Regions from separate parts of the Rattus norvegicus genome. Here region 2 is linked to region 1. Evidence: chromatin contacts called from public Hi-C data. All regions are on one chromosome and are shown on one strand. The core of a region is the stretch at or near the end of the contact, and the rest is flanking DNA. Distances in the headings are between cores, read along the strand shown. Region 1 holds the start of Tal2 (TAL bHLH transcription factor 2). Region 2 overlaps Tmem38b (transmembrane protein 38B).

What was found. Hi-C and Micro-C count contacts between places; a contact is called where the count stands out from the background.
Region 2: a contact with region 1 is called in a Hi-C map of liver, with 2.9 times the contacts expected there. The contact joins the enhancer-like site here to the promoter of Tal2 in region 1. A contact is called at or near these places in 8 of 12 Hi-C or Micro-C datasets (Schwann cells, frontal cortex, hepatocytes and 3 more).

What each region holds. Positions count from the first base shown.
Region 1 is chr5:73,204,361-73,208,674 of GRCr8, forward strand. It overlaps Tal2 (TAL bHLH transcription factor 2), which reads left to right and starts at 2,012. Exons shown (of 2, transcript NM_001109462.1): 1 at 2,012-2,079.
Region 2 is chr5:73,270,377-73,274,690 of GRCr8, forward strand. It overlaps Tmem38b (transmembrane protein 38B), which reads left to right. Exons shown (of 6, transcript NM_001014191.1): 2 at 2,499-2,655. It also overlaps the pseudogene Plet1-ps1. Among named protein-coding and RNA genes, the nearest start is that of Tmem38b, 17 kb to the left of the region's middle. Within about 2 kb of position 1,840, at least 1 of the 93 cell types and tissues checked has an H3K27ac peak or open chromatin away from gene starts, as enhancers often do. A contact at or near this core is called in liver, where this site is marked.

The DNA.
Region 1 (4,314 bases), core at 762-3,261:
CTGCTCACATGGCAGGGGCAGGGGTTATATGATACTCCTACCGAGAAGGGGACCGTCCCCCGAGAAGGGGACCGTCCCCCGAGAAGGGAACTAGAATGCAGTTGTAGCAATAATACAGTCAACAGCAATATAAATAAATGTATTAATGCTATACCATGTGCTACTCGTGATCCTAAATAACTTATCTGTTTTTCCTTCTTATTTGAATCCCACAGTTCTAGCACTGTTCCCATTTTACAAATAAGGAAACAGAACAGAGAGAAGTTTGGTAATTTGCTTAGCACCACACAGGTGAACAACGGAGACATTTCAACGTGGGTAAACATAACCCCCAGAGCCCAGTTGCTCTTACTCACCGAGGTACAATTCGTTTATGAATATATTGTCCCAAATCCTGTGACCTTCAGAGAGAGAAATGCCTGGGGAGTCATTGTTTCATCAGACACTTAACAAGCAACATCTGATGGACATGTATTCAGCATGGGAATGATGGCTATGGAAGAGATAGGAGACAGGAAATATCACTAAGTGGGGTAGAGCACTGAGAATACAGAAGACAAAGGATGACGTATGTGCGTGCCTGTGATTCTGGCGTGTGCAGGGGGTGAGGTGGGGGTGGGGCACAATTTTGTATGCTAAAAGCTCTTAGGTATTGGGCTGATGAGATGGCTCAGCAGGGAAGACACTTGCTGCCAAATCTGAAGACCTGAATTTGATCCCTGAAACTTACCAGTGGAAGAACACCTCCCTCCAGTTGTTCTCCGACCTCCACACATTGGCCTGGGAGCACCTCCCTCAATAGATGGATAAATGTAATCTGAAAAAGTTTAAAGCTCTTCACTGGGAAGGTGGCATCTGAGTAAAAAGACCTAAGGAATGCCAGCGCTTTGAGGGCAGACGTTTATGTCTGGTTTTGTTTGGAATTATCCTCTTGACCTCTAAACAGGGCCTGACTCGGGCATAAGCTTCCAGTGCTGACCTGATTCACAGGAGAGGAAGGGGAGGGAAGGACCTCTACTGGATAACCTGGGAGAGGCACGTTTAGGCAGAGAGAACCCTGCCAAAGCTGGAGGCAGGGGGATGCCTGATGTGTTCCTGAAAGGATGAACCGGAGTATTTCACTTCTCTGGAGCTAAGTCAAGCCCAGGGGAGGAAAGGACGGCCTGACTAGCAATAAAGGGATCTCAGTAGCCACTTAAAGTCTACTGCTTGCTTTCCTTCTGGTGTGTGTGTGTGTGTGTGTGTGTGTGTGTGTGTGTGTGTGTGTGTGTGTGGGCTTGCTTGCTTGCTTGCTTGCTTTTCAGACAAGGTTTCCCTCATTATCTAAATCAGGGCGGCTTCAGATGCCCCATCCTCTTGCTTGGCCTTGCAGATGTTATTACATCTGTATGCTTAGTTTTGAATGAAATGGAAAGCCACCGAAGAGTTTAGATCTCAGAATCTGACAGAAGTCTGACTAGGGTTTTCTCAGGTCATTCTGGAAGATACAGGACAGAGGAAGGGAGACAAGAACAGAGTCCCTCCATCCCTGAAACAACCATTCCCTGTGCTGACCAACAGGAAAAACTAGACCAGACCCTTATATGAACCCACAGTCTGTGTCCAGTGCGATGCTTTTAAATTTTGCTCTGTGTCTGCATTTCCTGGGGTAGTTGGTAAAATTGCAGGTCACAGCCCTCATCTCTCAAACTCATTAAGGGGATCTGGAGGTAGCCATTTGGATCGGACTACACCTGCCCTGGTGTTTGTAGAAGTACCCGGGGAGTTAGCAAGAGTCCGAGGTATTGGGATGCTTGCCTGTAAGAGGAGGTTGGAAACAGCAACCCCTCCCCTAAAGCCTCAGACAAAGAGGGGACCCTCTTCCTCCACTGCTCCTTGGCTGCTGCACTTGGGAGGGCTGACGGGGCAAGGTGGGGAGGGACTGGAGGGAGTCCTCGGCTGGAAGCCCCCCTCCTGCCTCCAGACAAAGGGTGGTGTCCTATAAAGGCTGTGGCAGAGACCCTGCGTCCAGGCGAGGGCGCACACAGACAGGCGCTGCGACAACTGCGACCGCGCCAGCTCCCAGCTCCTGGCAAGAAGGTGCGTTGACTTAGGGGAGTGGGAGCAGCTACTGAGGGGACTCTGGGTGACCCGGGAACTTTCGGCGGGACAGTGGCAATAGCGCGGCTCTTGGGAAGCTGGTCCGGACTCCTAACGCATGTTGTCAAACCCGTTTTAGCTGGAACGCAGAAACAGTTCCTTCCATCCCAGGGTTCTTTATCTCAACCCCAGATCTGTTAGCGACCCTCTGAGACTTGGCAGATCTGAAATTTCGACCACTAGATGTTTTCCCAGCCTCCCGAAATAATGTATATGGGCAGGTCAATGGTTTGCTACCGTGGGTGAGATAACTTATTCTTTTTAAGGGTGGAGAAGGGATAGATAGGAAATGAGGGTTCATAGACAAGCGGCACACTGGACAAAATGTGCGGAGGAGTCAAGTGTAGGCAGGCTGCGAGGCGCTGGTGTGAAGTGCGCCTCAGAACCGAAGTCCCGGGCACATGAAAGCTATTAGTCCGCAGCCCACAAAGCGTATCCAGTGAGTCCTACTGACTCAAAGCTTAACGTGGGGCTGCTTAAGAGAGACAAGCTTGCCCATAGTATAGTATGTATAGCGGGTGCTAAAATGTGAGTGTGTATGTGTATGTGTGAGCGAGGATGGGGTGTACACCTCAGACCAGCAGTGATGGGGAGTGGGTTGGGTTAAGTAGATAGGTAGGGACCTTCCTTGTACTGTTAACTTTTTAATTATTTTTTGAACTGGCATGGGCTAACTTTTTAAAAATCAACGTATAAGGTGTTAGGTATTGCTGTAACAGTTTCAAATAAACTGTGTTTTAGTCGTTTCCTTCTCTCATCTCACTGCCCTCTACCCTCATACCATTCCCACACACACACACACACACACCTTGTAACCTTCCCCGGTAAATCTTGCTGGCTTGGTGCTTTTTCCTTAAGAGAGCAGAGCAGTGCCTGGTGTTGGCTGTCAGACCCCATCCATCCTCTGTTCAGCTTTCCAAACTGCTGCCCAGCTCTCTCTCTCTCTCTCTCTCTCTCTCTCTCTCTCTCTCTCTCTGGACCAAGTCTTAAGAGACAAACACACGGATTGGGTTGGGTTGCAGGAGATAAACTGAAAACCCTAAGAACAAAAGAGCTGTTTGAGCCTGAAGGCCTGGGGCTAGCCATGTATGCAGTGAGCTTTGGACTTTTGTGCCTTTCTAGATGACCTGGGTTTTGTGTCCAGGAGCTGCGGGCACCAAAGAGCAGCAATTAGCAGCATGATCTCCTCTTGGAGGATCGCCATTTTCTCCAGTTAATGGGCTACTCTCTGGTGACCATATAATAAACTTACAGTTTATTTAACATAGCATTAGTCCAGGCGCTTTCTACAGCCCCCATGCCTTAGTGAGATAGTTCATCCAGGCAGGCCTTAAGCGTATGATCCTTTTTATTTCCTTAACGTTTTTATGTGTATGGGTATGTATCTGTGCCTGACTTTCCTGGCTGGCACCCAGACGAGGAGGCTGATTCTTCTGGAGTTAGAGTTACAGACAACTATGAGCTGCCAAGTAGCTACTGGGAATTGAACTCCAGTCCTCTGAATGAACAGCCAGTGCTTGTACCTACTGAGCCATCTCGCCAGACCTTTTGCACCATTATTATTATTTTTTTTTTTTTGGTTCTTTTTTTCCGGAGCTGGGGACCGAACCCAGGGCCTTGCGCTTCCCAGGCAAGCGCTCTACCACTGAGCTAAATCCCCAACCCCCTTTTGCACCATTATTAACTCGAGTCTCTAACCCCTACATACCTAGGGATGTGTGGCTAGAATTCAAGAGTCCCGTGAACTTGAGTAAGGAGACATTGGATCTTTAATTCTATTAACATTTATTCTAAATGTAGCATTTATTTTATTTATAAACATAGGTGATTAAATGTATTAATATCAACATGGTTTTAAATAAAGTAAACAATTTTGGGTTCTCTCCTTGGAATAACAACTTTAAATGTGTTAAATACGAGACACCAGACAGGGGGAAATAAGCAGTTGTATTTAGTAGCTGTTCAGATACTTTAAGATACGATACAGTAGCAAAGTTTTATCCTAACACAAGGTAGTGGTGGCAAACTTGTCACCAGTGGAGGTCCTGGATGCTAGCATGTCACACCCCAGATGTTGCAGATCGTTTCTTAAAAGTTTCAAATGTCACTCCTTAGGAATTTTGGTAATATGTGTAGTTTTTAATGTGTTAAAAATTAAGCAAATGCATTGCCCTT
Region 2 (4,314 bases), core at 590-3,089, 66 kb after region 1:
TGGTCTCAAAACTCTCAGGAGTTGGGGTCAAGATCGAGGATTTTATTTGTTCCAGTCTCACAGATGACTCTGTAGCTGTGCATGTGATTAATGACAGTGAAGACCTGCAGATTGACTTTAGTCACATCCTCAGAATTAGGAGCTGTCCAGGCTGTCCAGAAGGCCGGGTTGCTTAGGTATGTCCAGTCATAGACACTGCTGTCGCTGCACTTCTGATATGCTCCACCCCAGATGCCCGCTGGGTTGTTGTTCTCCCCAGCACCAACTGACTCGTTCACGGGGACTGTCACTGTATAGATTGTATTCCCACCAGAGACCTCAGCCGTAGTGTTGATTCTCACATTGTCAGAGCTGTAGACTTTATCAAAGACCACGCAGGACCCATTATCACTGGCAAGCGGGGGAAAAGCACAGAGCCAGGCCCAGGAACAGCCCCAGGTGTGGCAGCAAGGAGCAGAGCGCAGGTGCGGTCCCAGTCTGTTGGGGTTGCAGGGCCTGGCAGTAGTCTCTACCCACCTTCTTCCATTTATATGTCTAATATCTAATATTTATTATGTATTATATATATTCAGAGGTACAATAGTATCATATTTAGGATGGATCATCCCAGTTCAAATGATCAAATCAAGAACATTTCTCACAGGCAGGCCCGGCTGCTGGGGTTTTAGTTGATTCCAGTTGTAGTCAAGTTGACAATCAAGGTTAGCCATTAGAAGCAGCAGTGTGTCTTAGCTATCTACCCTCTGTCCCCATTATCTTTGACATTTGAGTTTGTTCTTTATTCCCAGGTTGATATGTTGAAAGCTTAGTTTGTTTACTGTAGGTACTTAGTTTTCTAAAGTAATTAAGGTTATAAACCTTTCTTAAATAAAACAAACAGCAAACCTATTTCGTCATTGGTAGTGGTAGGGTACTACAGCAGATGTGTGGAGGTCAGAGAAGAGCTTTGTGGAGTTGATTCTCTTCTCACATCTTTTCATGGATTCTGGGGCGCTGAACTCAGGTTGTCAGACTTGTACAAGAACCTGTACCCACTGAGCCACCCAACTGGTCCAACTTTTCTTTTAAAAAAATTAATTACACTATTTATTTATTTAGCGCGCGCGCGTGTGTGTGTATGTGTATGTGTATATGTGTGTGTGCGCATGCGTGGTTGTCAGAGGACAACTTGTGGGATTTGATTCTCTCCATCCACAATATCTGTCCTAGGGCTCAAAGGAAGTTTTCAGGCTTGGCTTACTTGCTAAGCCATTTCACTGGTCTCCGACCTTAATATAGTCCTTTGACACATTGTTTCGGAGTGCTCACAGTAAGATTTGGGGTAGAAGGAAACACTAAGTGGGACCTTTTTTAAATGAACCATCTATTATTAGGGGATTGGTAAAAAAAACTTGGATGATATTTTGAGGATGTCAAATTAGTCATTAAAAATACCCCTGTGGCTGTGAGATGGCTTAGTGGGGAAAGGGCCTGATGTGCAAGCACGGAGACTGGAGTCTGTGTCCCTAGCCCCTGTTAAAGCTGGCCATGGTGCTGGAAGGGTGGCAGCAGGAAGAACCTAGGAGTGCTTACCAGCCTGTGGAGTCAGAACAGAGAGCTCGGGATTTTGTGACTGACCTTGTCTCTAAAAGTAAGGTAGGGAGCCAGGCAGAGTGATGCATGCCTTTCATTCCAGCGTTCAGGAGGTTGAGAGAGGTGGATGGATCTCTAGTTTCTAGTATGAGACTAGCCTTGTCTACGTAGAGAGTTTAGGCCAGCTAAGGTTATATAGTGCCCTGCCTAACAAAAGGTAAAAGACAGCAATAGAGGAAGAAGCCCCGGGTCAGCCCCGGGTCAGCCCCACTTCCGTATGTGCACACATAGGCAATTGCATCATAGATTACTCAAGCACATAGATGTGTGCGCTAGCTCTTACCTTCTCCCCCACCTCAAAAACAAACCCTATGTCTGTTTGAAGAAAAACCTATTGTTTTGGGGTTAGAGGACTCGGTGGATAAAGCACTGGCTGCACAGGCGTCAAAAGCTGACTTTATCTCCAAAACCCAAGGAAAAGGCAATTAAAGCAACACATGCCTGGAACCACAGCGGATCCTGGAGGCTTACGGGTCTGTCAATCTAACTTCGGCAGCAAGCTTCGGGCTCAGCAAGTCTCAAAAACTAGTGTGGAGATTCGATCGAGGAAAGACGTCCTGACGTCACCTCTGACCTCCACGTGCATGCACTGGAGAGTACCCTCCCAACATACCTGCACACACTTGCACACACCTGCACATACCTGCACACACCTGCACATACCTGCACACACCTGCAGCCATCTCACTACACTCCACACAGTGAAGCCCATGACTTGAAAAGAACACAGACTTCAATCGCCATGATGAGCTCTCTTATGAGTATAATTTGTTAGAAATAAACAGTTTGTTTCTCTAGTGTATTGGGTGCTTAGCGCTTTTGGTAAATGTGCAGCTGTCTCAGGGCGTGTTCACTTGTCCTTTCAGGAGCGGTGGCCGCGGCCTGGAGCAACCCCCTGTCCAGCTGGTTGAGTGCTATGCTGCATTGCTTTGGGGGAGGAATTTTGTCGTGTATACTGCTTGCAGAGCCTCCACTGAAGTTCCTTACAAACCACACTAATATTTTACTGGCATCTTCAATCTGGTAAGTTGCCTTAGGCCGCACTATGAGGGTTTTAAAGAATTGGTTAATAGACTGTAGTAAAATGGATCTTTTCCCTTGAAAGTTTTTTATGTCCTTAAGTTAATGCATGTGCAGTGAATGTTCCCAAGTAGAGCCAAAGATTTTTAAGTGCAAAGTTTGCCTCTTGCCTTTCCTCCCCTTACCTTCGCCCAGTGGAAATTGTTCTTACAGTTTTTGTGGGAATATTTTAATGTAAGAGAACATCAAATATTGGCCCAAATACTTTGTTTTGTGAAATAAACAAATAGACATGATAAGGAAGTGTGAACAACTAAAAAGTCCAAATGGTTATGGCTTATACATAACTTTTCTCATCTTCTTTTCTGTTGGCTTTGCATTTGCTTGTTTATTGATTGATCGATAGGTTCACTGTGTAGCCCTGGCTGTCCTGAACAAAACTCAGTATGTTCCTCGGGCTGTCCTCCAACTCACAGGGATCTACCAGCCTCTGCCTCCCCAGTGCTGGGGTTAAAGGTTTGCACCACCACATCTGGCTATTGGATTATTTAAAGGCTTCTGACGTCTTTAAACATGAATTTGGAAAACGATAGTAGGAATTGGCTTGGATTCTTCTTCATGCAGATTTAGATGTTCTTAAGATTGATTAATTAAGTTAAAAATATATTGATTATTGATACCAATGTATTGTACATGCTATGTTTTATTTAAAGAAAACTATGCTTTCTATTAAAACCCTATCTATTTATTATATATAGGAACATTTAGTGTTCATTGTCCCTGGGACTGGTGAGAGGGCTCGGTGGGTAAAGGTGCTTGCCACCCAAGCCTAGCAACCTGAGTTCGAGCCCCGAACTCACACAAAGCTGGAAGGAGAGGACCGATGCACAGAGAAGCTTCTTGTCTTCCACACGTTCACTGTGGCATGCAGCCCTCTGCTGCTCATGCACATGCAACACCGTGAGAAAAAGAACCAAAAGTACTTGTGAATGTATTAGGTAGTTGTAAGCAGGGTGAATGTTAAAAACAACATTGTAATGGTGAAGAAGTAGAGGGAACCTGTGGCTGTGGGAAGTAGGTGGGTGGAATTACTCACTTGATAGCTAGAAATTATTGAATTAATATTATATATCAGCTAAAATTCATTTCATATTATAACATGAATCCTGTGTTAGTATATTAGTTAGGGCTTTACTGCTGTGAACAGACACCATGGTCAAGGCAAGTCTTCTAAAGGACAACATTTAATTGGGGCTGGCTTACAGGTTCAGGGGTTCAGTCCATTATCATCTAGGTGGGAGCATGGCAGTGTCCAGGCAGATGTGGGGCTGGAGTTGAGAGTTATGTTTCTTGTTCTGAAGGCAGCTAGGAGAAGACTGGCTTCTGGGCAGCTAGGATGAGTATCTTAAAGCCCACGCCCACAGTGACACACTTTCTCCAACAAGGCCACACCTCCAGATAGTGCCACCGGTGCCCTGGGCCAAGCGTATTCATACCACCACACAAGTAGCTATTATAATTTTTTCTTTATTGGTGACATTAAGAGAAAAAAATTACTTAAATACCATGAAACTGTATGTTGTATCTCTCTGATCTGTAGCTAAAGGTTGAATTTATCTACAACTATTTTAAACATCCAGTAAATATGTAAGCTATCTAGTC